2 separate regions of the Rattus norvegicus genome follow, and region 1 is linked to region 2. A link is a contact called in public Hi-C data. All regions are on one chromosome and are shown on one strand. Each heading gives the region's core, a stretch centred on a gene start, on an enhancer-like site or on the middle of the called end of the contact. The rest is flanking DNA. Distances are from core to core; before and after follow the strand shown. Region 1 holds the start of Snord52 (small nucleolar RNA, C/D box 52). Region 2 holds the start of Ddx39b (DExD-box helicase 39B).

Region 1 (6,787 bases), core at 3,032-5,531, 300 kb after region 2:
TTGTTGTGGGGGAGGGGTTGCAGACAGGGTTTTCCATGTAGCCCTGGTTGCCCTGATCCTTCATCCACTTGTCTGTGCTTTCGACTGGCGTGCACCCCCCACCCCACCCCGCCCTGCCCATGGCTTTGTCCTTAAGATAGGGCAGGCCTTAGCCAGTCTCCAGGCAAGCCACCATGGCGCCCATCTTGCTTTTTTAGATAGCAACTAATCTAAACTAGTTAACGAATCTAGTTAACTAAACTAGGGTGGTAAGTTAATATCCACGAGCCACCTTGGTCATTTTCTTGTCCTTTTAATCTTTGTATGCCAATAGAGTGGCACTAAACAGTAGTTCTCAGCCTTCCTGACCCTGCAAACCTTTTTTTTTTTTTTTTTGGTTCTTTTTTCGGAGCTGGGGACCGAACCCAGGGCCTTGCGCTTCCTAGGTAAGCGCTCTACCACTGAGCTAAATCCCCAGCCCCCCCTGCAAACCTTTAATACAGTTCCTCGTGTTATGTTCCCAACCATCAAAGTTATTTCGTTGCTTCTTCATATCTAGTCTTTGGTGCTGATGCGATATGCAGGGTGTCCTATCTGGGAGCCCTGTGTAAAGCTCCCTTGGTGACTAAGGGTGGAGAGCCACTGCTCTAGACCATGTTTTGGGGTATTCAGACGGGCTCATTCAGTCCAGGATGGCTTTAGTCCTAGTGCTTGGCTTGGGGTTGTGTCACTTTTTCGTTATGATTTTAGGTTCTATTTCAGTCTCCAGAGTGGTTTTGGGTTTTTGCAGCTCTGTAACAGTCTAAACCTAACAGTACAGACACGGGCTACCACACCCTGTTCTTACTGTCTCTCTGGATTAACATCCCTGGATGCTGCCCTTGGTTTGGGTCTCCCTCAATTGAGAATGATGATTTCACAGACTAGAGTCTCTGACTCTGCCCTTGATGTCAACTATAAATCTGACTCATTTGGGGAACCTGAATTCTTACTCCTCTTCCTTGAGATGGAACCATGTTCCAGCACTGGCTCTATTGAGGTACATGCCCTGTTCCTGCTTCTCATCGATTGTCTTAATTAACTCTTCCAGGGCGATGTCTGAAGGCCGCCCAGGGGCCCCATCCCCTCACCTAGATGTGGGCTAACCTAGGACCCAGACTAAGGTGGAGTTCCTACAAGTGACTAGAATGTCATGATCATCTCATTGTCTAACAAGCCCTTTGTCCTCTGTGCTGGGAAGGTGAGTGCTGTGCTGTGGTTAATTCACTGTAATAAAGCGTGACTAAGAGCCTGGGGGAGGAGGGGGCTGTTGAAGGCTTTGTCTTATGAGATGCCAGTCACTGGGGCCTGTAAAGTTAACAAGCACAATGAAGTCATCACTTGCGGGTTGTAATGCTGACTGTTGCTGACCTTGTTAAAATGTCCTGGATTTGAAGCACATAGCCCAGCTTTGTGTGGTCCTGAAATACATTCTTCTTAATTTTCAGGCCTTAGCTGCTACTCAAAACTGACAAGTTGGACTCCTTTTTACTACTGCCTTGTTGCCAGCTATCCGAGCGTGAAAGGCCGCAAAGCCGTGGGTGCTGGCTGTCCCACATCACAGGCATGGCAGGTGGCAGCCCAGACTGAACCAGAGCCTCACTTGAACATGAGCATTAGCCAATGTAATAAAAGCCTACCTTGCCTGAAGTGTATCTGTTTTTCTGCTTACAATGGCTTGCAATGGAAGTGCATGGTTTCCTGCTTCTAATAAAATCCTTTAAAAGCACTTAATTTGACTGTTGGTGTCACTCTTTGGGGGGATATGAAAAGATTTTAACTGCCACAGAAGGGTCTGGTCTGTTCCCCCACTGCCTGCGTACATCAAATGCCCAGGAGCTAAGACCTCTGCAGGAGCAGCTGTTGATCTGTCACTTCATGGTGTCTGGGTCAGGCTCCCTTAACTTAGCCCTGTTACCTGCTGTCCTGGAAGCTGAACAGTGTGGTTTAGTAAACTTGTCAGGCTGACTTCAGTTTTAGCCCAAGATTGCAGTCTGGATCTCTCAGATCTTCCTGCTAGGAATGAGTCAGCCTCTTCTGTGCATACCCTAAGCTTTTCTGCCAAGGGTAAAGGACAGCATCAAGTCCCCCTGGGCATTTAGACCCTGGGTATTAAACCCTAGCCTTCTGGAGACCCCACCAGTAAACATCCCAGGTGTGTCTACCTGGTGAGTTAACTCCAGCACCCAGGAGTGCCCCAGAGCCACAACTTCTAGGAAGATTGGGGTATGGTTGTTCGAGTACTTGGCGTGCACTCTTGAATCTAACCACATGGGCACATAATGACTGCAACCTACACTTGGGGAGATGGAGGTAGAAGGATCAGAAGGTTGCTACTGCATAGAGGGCTTCCGGCAGTAGGAGCACTTGGGGGAAAAACAGCCAAGAAAAGTAGATTTTGAAGCTATAATGGGTAGTTAATTCAATGGCCACACACAACCATTGAGTTAATAAAATAGGAACATGGGGAAGACTTGTAGGGACTGAAGTTTGAAAGTGGAGTAATTAAACTTACAAAGAAGCTTTTTTTGTGTGTTTTAAAGATGGTGCTCAGTAGGCCCAGCTGTAGTGGCCATGCCTTTAATCCTAGCACCTGGGAAGCAGAGGCAGGTGGATTTCCAAGATTGAGACCAGCTTGGTTTACACAGAGTTTCAGGACAGCCAGGGCCACACACAATCTCTCAAGGGGTTAAAAAGATATGCAGGGTCTGGAGAGATGGCTCTGGGGTTAGGAGCACTGACTGCTCTTCCAGAGGTCCTGAGTTCAAATCCCAGCAACCACATGGTGGCTCACAACCATCTGGCTGCTCTTACAGGGGATCCAACCCTGAACAAAACAAACTTTAAACAGTAGAAAAAAGTTTCTAAAGGCAGACAGAATACTTAAAGTTAACTTTGACCAATGTACTGGCCTCCTTCTGGTGTGTCCAAAAGCAGCTATAGTGTACTCATATAAATAAAATAAACCTTTAAAAAAAATATAAGTAGACGAGGAAGGTGCCAGCTATGGGTCCCTGGCCTATAAGCACACGCAGAGGAAGTGTTTTCAGGGAGCTGAAGCCAGTGGCGTACAGTTGGTACACTCGTCATTCCGGCACTCCTGCAGGGAGTGTTTGAGGACAGCCTAAACTGTGAACTCTTGTCTCAAATGTCTTTGTGTCTGGCTCAGTGCCCAACACCAGGGTGACAGGTGTGGTGATGCGTGCCTATAGCCCAGCATTTGGGAAGTAGAGGCAGGAGGATCAGGGTTATCCTCAGTTGGAGACCAACATGGGACACAAGATAGTCTATCTGAAAAAAAAAATTACATTTAAATTTCTCCTGGACAGGACAGAGCTGCTGTTCTGAATTCACAGAGGCTGTCGTTGGCAGCACAAGAATTGGCCTGGGGTGAGAGGGCTTAGGAGGCCCTATTTCCCCTGAAGAACTGGCAGTTCGTGGTTGCTGGGGACACCAAGTTTCAGTTTTATGTGTATGGGTGTTTTATCGCCTTGTTTGCCTGGGCACACGTGGTGCGCATGCAGACGAAATGCTCATATGCATAAAATAAATAAGTTGTAAGTTGTTTTTTGTTTTGTTTTGTTTTTTTTTTGGTTCTTTTTTTCGGACCTGGGGACCGAACCCAGGGCCTTACGCTTCCTAGGTAAGCGCTCTACCACTGAGCTAAATCCCCAGCCCCAAGTTGTAAGTTTTAAGCCAGATTACTTAGCCACAGGTGATTACCAACAGAGGAGATCTATTTCTTTTCTTTTCTTTTTTTTTTTCTTTTTTCTTTTTTTCAGATCTGGGGACCGAAGCCAGAGCGTTTGGCTTGCTAGGCAAGCGCTCTACCACTGAGCTAAATCCCCAACCCCAAGGAGATCTATTTCTTACATTGCTAGGGGACATTGCTAGCACCAAGTCCCTCTAAGGGGAAAGCTGTTTTTTCCCAACCCCCATTCTCCTTAATCACTGGATTGGCTTCTTTGATGCTTTCCCATCTCTAACAAGATGGGAGAACCGGGAAGGAATGACGTAAACATTAGGAAAGTAAACAAGGGTTGGGGGTCTGCCAGTCACACTGGCACCAAACATGATGAGGTAGACATCTTTGGTCCACACCTTCTCACCTCACACACCAGGAAAAAATGGGCGATGCAAAACCCACAGAGGCCAGAAGAGGGCGTCAGATCCCCTAGAACTGGCTTCCTAGACAGTTGCAGATTAAACCTGGAAGTCCAGCCAGGGCATGCATGCGTGCCTGCACGCTTTGTTCGGTTTATCTATTTAGACAGGATCTCACTGGCCGGATTAGACTGGCTGGCCCGAAAGAACTGTTTAACAAGACTGGTCTTGAGCTCCCAGAGATCTCTGCCCCTGAAGGTTTTTCAAACGGCACCCTGCCAAAACTTTGAACTTCTTACTCTGATGGGTGTGTATGCTGTAATCACTTACAATATTTGACTGGGGATACCATATCCTGGGGATAGGGCTGATTAAGATTCTGGAGGTGCCAGGTGGTGGCAACACACACCTTTAAAACAAACTTTAGGGGCTGGGGATTTAGCTCAGTGGTAGAGCGCTTACCTAGGAAGCTCAAGGCCCTGGGTTCGGTCCCCAGCTCCGGAAAAAAAAGAACCAAAAAAAAAAAACAAAAAAAAAAAAAAAACCAAACTTTAAACAGTAGAAAAAAGTTTCTAAAGGCAGACAGAATACTTAAAGTTAACTTTGACCAGTGTACTGGCTGGTTTTGTGTGTCAACTTGACACAAGCTGGAGTTATCACAGAGAAAGGGGCCTCAGTTGTGGAAATGTCTCCATGCGCTCCAGCTGTAAGGTATTTTCTCAGTGATCAATGGGGGTAGGGACCAATCCATTGTGGGTGGTGCCGTCCCTAGGCTGGTGTCCTGGGTTCTTTAAGAAAGCAAGCTGAGGGCTGGAGAGATGGCTCAGCGGTTAAGAGCACTGACTGTTTTTCCAGAGGTCCTGAGTTCAAATCCCAGCAACCACATGGTGGCCCACAACCATCTGTAATGGGATCCGATGCCCTCTTCTGGTGTGGCTGAAGACAGCTACAGTGTACACAATAAATAAGTAACTTTAATAATAATAAAAAAAGCAAGCTGAGAAAGCCAGGGGAAGCAAGCCAGTAAAAAATATCCCTCCATGGCCTCTGTATCAGCTCCTGCTTCCTGCCCTGTGTGAGTTCCAGTCCTGACTTCCTTTGGTGATGAACAGCCATGTGGAAGTGTAAGCTGAATAAACCCTTTCCTCCCCAACTTGCTTCTTGGTCCTGATGTTAGTGCAGGAACAGAAACCCTGACTAAGACAAATTGGTACCAGGATAGTGGGGGATTCCTGTGAGCACCTGAAGAAGAGCCATTGGGATGTTAAGAGCTCTGTGGGATGTTCTGTAGGAGCTTGGAAGATAATGTTGAGAACAGTGCAGAAGATGGAGGCCTGGCTTGTGAAATTTCAGAGGGAAGGTTAAAGAGTCTTATCAGGGATCTTGCTATTTTGATTGTGAAGATTCTGTGGTTTTGGTTAGCTGGAGCTGAAGAATCAGATGTGATTAAGAAGATACCAGAACTACTAAAGCGAAACCTTTGCATTACTGGGACTATTGATGCTGGTCAGCCGGAGCTAAGAAATTAGTGGTGATTAAGAAGAGACCAGAATCGGGTTGGGGATTTAGCTCAGTGGTAGAGCGCTTGCCTAGCAAGTGCAAGGCCCTGGGTTCGGTCCCCAGCTCCTAAAAAAAAAAAAGAAAGAAAAAGAAAAAAAAAAAAAAAAGAAGAAGAGACCAGCATCATTGAGGTGAAATCTTCTGGGAGGTGTTTTCTGAGATCACAAAGAGGCTGTGTTCCAGAGATAGCCAAGGTGTACCTTGTGCCATGGCTGGACTTGGTAATGTCTAAGAGTCACCCAGGTGGTATTGGTTTTGAAGGCATGAAGGGGTCATGAAGAGCAGCTGAGGCTGGGCCCTGTGAGAGGCCATGGGAGGCCATTGGTGAAGGTGCAGCCTCAGGTACAGTTGATGCCAGTACCACGGTTGACCACCAAGAACAGCAGCAGCAGTGGGGATCAGGCATCTGGAGCCTAGAAGACAAGGTGTGTGCTACAAAGGGCAGAGCTGGAGAAGTGACCCAAGCCCTTGGAGGAGCCTAGAAGATCATGAGTGGATCCCAGACATTAGACGTTAGTTTGATTTTGCTTTTGATTGTGATTGTGCCCTGACATTTTTCCCTCTTGAAGAAAGAAAGTATTTTAGTGGAGTCCACAGTTAAGGGAATTTTAAAAGATATTGGATACTTTAAATGGATTGAAATTCTAATATGTAAAGACTATGTGACTCTTTTTTTTTTTTTTTTTTTTTTTTTGGTTCTTTTTTTCGGAGCTGGGGACCGAACCCAGGGCCTTGTGCTTCCTAGGTAAGCGCTCTACCACTGAGCTAAATCCCCAGCCCCATACTATGTGACTCTTAAAGTTAGTTAGATCTTAGGGATGAATAAGAAAGTAAGGGTTGGGGCTTAATAGTGATGTGTTTTTGTGTCAAGTTGACAAGGGGTCAGTTGTACTGGCTGGTTTTTTGTGTGTCAACTTGACACAAGCTGGAGTTATCACAGAGAAAGGAGACTCCGTTGTGGAAATGCCTCCATGAGACCCAGCTGTAAGGCATTTTCTCAATTAGTGATCAAGGGAGGAAGACCCAGCCCATTGTGGGTGGTGCCGTCCCTAGGCTGGTTGTCCTGGGTTCTATAAGAAAGTAAGCTGAGCAAGCTAGGGAAAGC
Region 2 (5,993 bases), core at 531-3,030:
ATCTGTCTTGCATCCCTGAAATGCTAAATAATGTCTCTATACCCAACAATAAAATGTACCCTCTGATGGATGCTCAAAGCCACAGTCAACAATGGCCCGGAGCAACTCTGGCTTAAGTAGGAAATCTCGAAAGCCGGAGCTGTGGATGGAGACATAGGAGCCCTTGACGTCTTTCTTGGCGGGAGCTTCGGTCCCATCTGCCCCAGCGGCCGTCTCCACCTCATCGTCTTCATAGTCCAAGAGCTCATTGTCCACATCGTTCTCTGCCATAATCCGGCCGGCGGGGGGAGAAGGGAGGTCTCTGAGTTAGGTGTCCCAGAGCAGGTGAGAGGAAGCAAGGGGAAAGAGAGGGGTTGGAGAACAGCAAGGGAAAAGACACCAGTTTCCGACAGAAGAGCTGGGAGAAGGGACGACAAAAAAAAAAAAAAAAAAGAAAAAGGAAAAACTAATCAGTCATGATCTGACTCCTCACTTCTCATCCATCCCTACACCCTTCCTATTTTCTCTAAACTGAAGCCTTTGTCCCGAAAGAAAAGTTAACGGAGACAGACAGACACACACACACAGAGACACACACACGAGACATAAAAACGGAACACCAGACGGGAGAGACAGAGAGTGGCCTCGACCGCCAACCAGATTTTGGATCACACTTCGACAAGGCGGGAGCGAGGATGAGCGTGACTAACGACTCACACGAGGGTGGAGAGACAAAGGACAAGAGAAGACGAGGGGCTGCACTTCCCCCTGTCACCTCGCGGTGTTGAGCCCCAACGTCAGCCATCAGTCAAGGGTGATAGATAAGGGTCAGCACCGCGCGCAGAGCGCTCACTTCCCAATTGCAAACATCATGTGGCTGCCGCTATTCACTTGCTCAGGAACACCCGAGGGCCCATCCCGGCGGCGCACACCCGTGATTCCCAGTGCCGGGAAGCAGAAGCAGGAAGGAAGGGGGTGGGGAGAGCCTATGGTAATTAAACGGTGGCTGCAAGGGTACGAATGGCTCCATTAAAAAAAGAAAATTCTTTTTTGAAAAGGCTGGGTGTCTGGTTCAATGAAGGTGCTCGCTTAGCAACGCGAGAGGCCGCAAGGATCGGCCCAGCGCCGCCACAATTAATTTTAATAGTCACATTAAGGAATTAAGGTCGCAGCTGAGGACGATGCAGCCTTTAGAGTGGTCTTAAAAGCGAACGCCTCGCAGTGCCCTCGGAAGTTTCCCGGAAAGCTTCCTGGAAACCTTCCCGACTACTGCGCCGACACCATTGGTCAAGCACGGAGATAGCCATTTACAGAGAGCTCCAAATAAGGGAGCGTAAGCAGGGGGTCAGAGGGTTGAATGGGCCCGGAGGCAAGATCCTTCCCATCCCTGGCGGACTAAGAAAAGGCCCGGAGGGGAGATGCGAGGGGCCCCGCCCTCCTCCTGGCGCCGCCTCCGGCCGCCGCGGCCTCGGGTGGGCAAAGGACCCACTGGAACATCCAGGAAACGAGGAACACAATGGCGGCCGAGGCCACCATTTTGGATCGTCCCCCGCCTGTCTCCCAGCTCCCCCACCAAGATTTGCTCTCAGAAAGGGATGAAAACAATGGAACTGAGCGTTCGCCTACGCGCCGGCGGCCACACCGCCGGCCGGGCACCGGGTATCAGGGGCCCGCGCGGCGGAATGAGCCGCGGGGCGGGCAGATGGCGGCGGATAGTACACAAGGCCGAGCTTACCTAAGCACTGCGAGCGTGTATGGCGGCAGCAACAGGGACGGAGGCGGGAAGCTGCCTTCACTTCCGGTTCCAGTCTCGCCCCGGCCTCCCGCCTTCCCGGCCGCCAGGGCGCATGCGCGGGGTGCCGGAAGGAGGCCTCGGGCGGCGCGCGCTCCACGGCTGGCTTTGCAGAATGCCCACTTGAAGTTAAGCTTCTGACGCCCCCTTCCGTCGCCGGCAGCAAGAGCGCGACAGGAAGCTCACATCTCTCCCCATCTGATTTCCCCATTTTGTTCTTCTACGCTTCTGCACACCCTCCGACGGTCGGCTTTACTTTTGTTCTGTTTTGTTTGCCACGCCAGGCTTCTCCCTGGGCGCCTCTCTGTGGGCATGCAGGACTCCGCGAGCAGAGTGAGAAGCGTTCTCACGGGGTCCTTAGCCTCGTAGTCAAGGTGACCTGAGAGCGGCTAAGTCTGGCCTCTACTGGGGGGGGGGGGGTCCGGTACGTGACCACGCCCATTACAGTTGTGCAGAGAATAGGCCGGATTTACCCAAAATTATATTGGGAGATGGAGGCTTACATTCTGTCCAGGTGCTAAATAAATGGTGGAGTTTGAGGGTTATGCACCTTTCCATAATTATTACTAACTAGAGCAGCAGAATGGTCTCAGTTCCATTATTCAGCCCGGAATTTGTCCCCCCTAAGTAGGTGGTATTCCCTTTGAGGTGCTACACACGTCAGAAGTGATGACCTGTTGCCTTTCTGCAGAAACATAAGCAGGTGCTTTCCCTATTGAGCATACTTGAAAGTAATACTAAGTAACACTAAGTAAGTATCATTGTTGCCAACCAGCCCGCTGTGTCCTGCTCAACGGATAAGCTCCCTGGGCTGGGGCTTGGTAGCTTTTGATTCCTCAGCCATTTGACAGCTGTAAGCAGCAGGCTGGCAGGTTTTGTATAAATCAGAAAGTGGGGATTCCTCCGTCCCTGGTAACTTAGTAAGAGCTGTAGCTCCAGACAGAGAGGCACCTTTGGCTTTGAAGAGTTTCCAGGAACTCTTCTAGTGACCTAGTTGGAAAGCTCTCAGCCGCTTTCTTCCAGTTACTGGACCTAATGTGGCAGCACCAAGGACGGAGGCATAGTAAGGTTTGTCCCAAGTGAGCCAGGCTTTACAGCCAGCAAAGGGCGTTTGCACCAATCTGGGCAAACAGGGAACTCATGCAAATGAAGACTTACGTTTGCACCAATCATAATATATCCCTTTGGCACCAGTCATAACACATCCTCCTGCTAGGGGACTATGGGAAGGACTGTGGGAAATTCCACCATGCCACTGGGGAGGACAGGGGGGACACAAACAGTCCTGGCTGAGCTGCACCATCAGGAGTTGGAGCAATTAGCTGCCATCACTGTGTGGTTTTTCTCAAAGCCTTTATAGAGGATTCAAAATGGCCGGTCTGTCTGGCTGTTTGAATGACAGTCCTGGTTAAGGTAGCCAAGGGAGGAAGGGATTGTCTAACAACTAACTGTGGTTTTAACAATGCTTAAAACCTGGACCACTGGCCCAGAGCAAGGTGAGTCCCTCTCAACTGTTTTACCATTTTTTTTCTTCCTTTCTCTGTTAGTGAGTTTGAGTCTGTTATATAGCCTAGACTAGCCTCAAACTCTCAATTCTCCTGCCTCCACCTTCAAATGCTGGGATTAGGCACCATGCCCCGCTCTAGTATTCCTATAAACATAAGAAACAGGGAAGTAAAACAAGATGGCTAAAGCCATACAGCTATCAGGGTAACACCAGGGTGTAAGCGCCCCAATTTCCCATCAAGTGTGCCCCTCCTCTTTAAAAATCTGCTTGCTTTTCTATAGCTCTTTCCTCTGAATTAAAACATTCCCTCCTGATGAGAGTGGAGAAGGCTCATGAAATTCAGAACAAAGTTGCAGTACACGACCCTTTCTCCCAGATTATGTCACCAGTAAACAGCTACTGGTGACAGGACTCTCTTTGGGGGTTCTATGTACAAGTCATGTAGAGGAAATGGTGATGGACAACTCTTTGATGCAAAGCTGCTCCAGTCTCACTCCTGTAAGAAACCTATCATCCACAATACTGCCAATAAGTCCCATGAGCCCCTTGGTGTGCCAGGCGAGACTTGGGTGATAAAACTTCTTTAGTGTCTCATGACTGACTTATTTGTCTAGGCTTTTGTTAATGTCTCCCTACAGAAAAGTCATGTAAGAAAGGACTATAGGGGGCTGGGGAGATGGCTCAGCGGTTAAGAGCACCAACTGCCCTTCCAGAGGTCCTGAGTTCAATTCCTAGCAACCCCATGGTGGCTCAGAACCTTCTGTAATGAGATCTGATGCCCTCTTCTGGTGTGTCTGAAGACAGCTGCAGTGTATTTATTTATATGTAATAAATAAATTTTTAAAAATAAAAAAAAAGGACTATAGGTTACCTCATTGATTCAAGTTTGGGGTGACATGAGTTGTGAAAAGAACCGATACAAGAATTGGCATCAAAGACCAACAGTGTCCCACCCCCGAGCATCTTTTTATTCCAAAGTATTTGGCAACTGCGGATCGGATCGTGTGCCAAGTGCTATCCTAGGCTCCAGGGTCACAATGACCTTATCATCAGATACGTAATGAGAGCCAATACCCAAACATAATGTCAGGCCAGGCATGGTGGTGCCAGTCTTCCGGGGCAGCCCCTTTGCAGTGTTTTGGAAACCATATAAATGCAGAACTCTGAGGCCAGTGAACCAAAATGAGCAATGGTGAGGCAAAAGGCGTCTGCTTTCACTGACAACTGACTCATTCACCGGGATTTTATTGACACTCCACTGTTACATAGGGAGGAGAGGTGTTGAGGGCAAAGAAAGGAATGCATGCATGAATGTCACAGATCTCTTCAGCTCCAGGAAGCAGCAAGCTTTGGGGAAACAGATGAAAAGGGAGGCACCCATGAGAAAGACCAGCTTGGGAGCAACAAAGAGAGGTGCTAAGAGGTTCCATATATATTTGGAATTCTGAGAGAGGGGCTAAATGACATTGTTATTCAACTGCTCAGGGGGCACACACGATATGCCAGGGGAGAGCCGGAGAAACAAATTTCTCAGAGGATTACTAGAGTTACAGTGACTAAGCAAAGCTAGAATGTCAGGAAACAGAATTAGGATTCTGGCAGGCAAGCAGAGTGCGGTCGTAGTACAGGCTAGCCATTTATCCAACCACAGCCACTACCCATCTGGAACTATGCTGAACTCTCATAGGATGACTCGAGGCAGCCTCCTTACAAAGCAATCCATTGTCACTGTCACTCCAGCTACAAAGATGAGGACACCGAGGCTTCCAGGTTAAACAGCTTGTCCCAGTTGTGCAGCCAGCAAGGAACAGGGGTGAGAGAGGAACAGAAGTCGGCCAGCTCTGAAATCAGGGTGCTTTTCACACTCCCCATCACCACGACATACATTTCTCAGAGGGATCCATCTGGTGGGGATGGCTTGGACATTCGTTAGTATAATTCCAGTAGATGTCATGGGACGCAGAGATTCCGGTCTGAACAGGCTATTTGTACGTCTCATGGGGAGAATATTAGAACCTGCCAGGTAGATTTGGCGGTAGGTGGGGGATGGTGCTATGGATTGAGCCCAGGGCTCTGTGCATGCGACACGGGTGGTTTTGCTGATAGAAGGAGTCACTCTAGGGATGTGTCCCTAAGCAAGGGTTCTAGACAGTAATCCGATAGTTGGGGTGGACCTGGGGTCTGACGTCACAGACCATGCCAAGAAGCTGAGTCAGGACTCGCTCCCGATTTCTCTGCTGGGAGCTCTGCATGCCCTGAACCTGACGTCTCGTGGCCTGCTCCACCTCAGCAGACAGGTTCCCCTGAGAGCCCATGGCCTGGGGGAGGGGGAGGGAGTGGAGGAGAGAAAGAAGAAAAAGCAGACACAGAGAAAGGAAGGTCCCGCTTGTAGAAGGAAGGATCCTGAATGAGGTCTGGGAAGCCTTTTCAAAACTATTCCCACCCCACAAAAACATGTAGACACCAAGCAGGTCAGCATAATCGCTACTTCTGAGACTGTAAAATCCCCACCTCCTCACCACAATGACCACAAAACTGTCCCCACCATCAGGGTTTCCACACTCCACACAGACTGTGAAGGCTGCCCCCACAAGTCTCATGTACCCTTTAAAACCCCCAGACCTTACAGATAACTGTCAAAGCTTTACCAATGTGTGGTCCCTGTCAGGGCCTTCTCAGCTCTCAGACACCCTAACTTCTCGTTGAGTCACCTAC

The links. Hi-C and Micro-C count contacts between places; a contact is called where the count stands out from the background.
Region 1: a Hi-C map of hepatocytes shows a contact between it and region 2, with 3 times the contacts expected there. The contact joins the enhancer-like site here to the promoter of Ddx39b in region 2. A contact is called at or near these places in 4 of 12 Hi-C or Micro-C datasets (Schwann cells, frontal cortex, hepatocytes and 1 more).

What each region holds. Positions count from the first base shown.
Region 1 is chr20:3,882,175-3,888,961 of GRCr8, forward strand. Snord52 (small nucleolar RNA, C/D box 52) reads left to right here and starts at 883; the gene lies at 883-948. It overlaps LOC102549726 (a long non-coding RNA gene), which reads left to right. Exons shown (of 6, transcript NR_110713.1): 5 at 1,070-1,219; 6 at 1,467-1,752. Within about 2 kb of position 4,282, at least 5 of the 93 cell types and tissues checked have an H3K27ac peak or open chromatin away from gene starts, as enhancers often do. A contact at or near this core is called in hepatocytes and liver, where this site is marked.
Region 2 is chr20:3,587,871-3,593,863 of GRCr8, forward strand. Ddx39b (DExD-box helicase 39B) reads right to left here and starts at 1,781. Exons shown (of 11, transcript NM_133300.3): 1 at 1,715-1,781; 2 at 60-397. The coding sequence starts at 270. It overlaps LOC120099056 (small nucleolar RNA SNORD83), which reads right to left and starts at 857; the gene lies at 779-857. It overlaps Atp6v1g2 (ATPase H+ transporting V1 subunit G2), which reads right to left. Exons shown (of 3, transcript NM_212490.2): 3 at 4,504-5,596. The coding sequence ends at 5,423.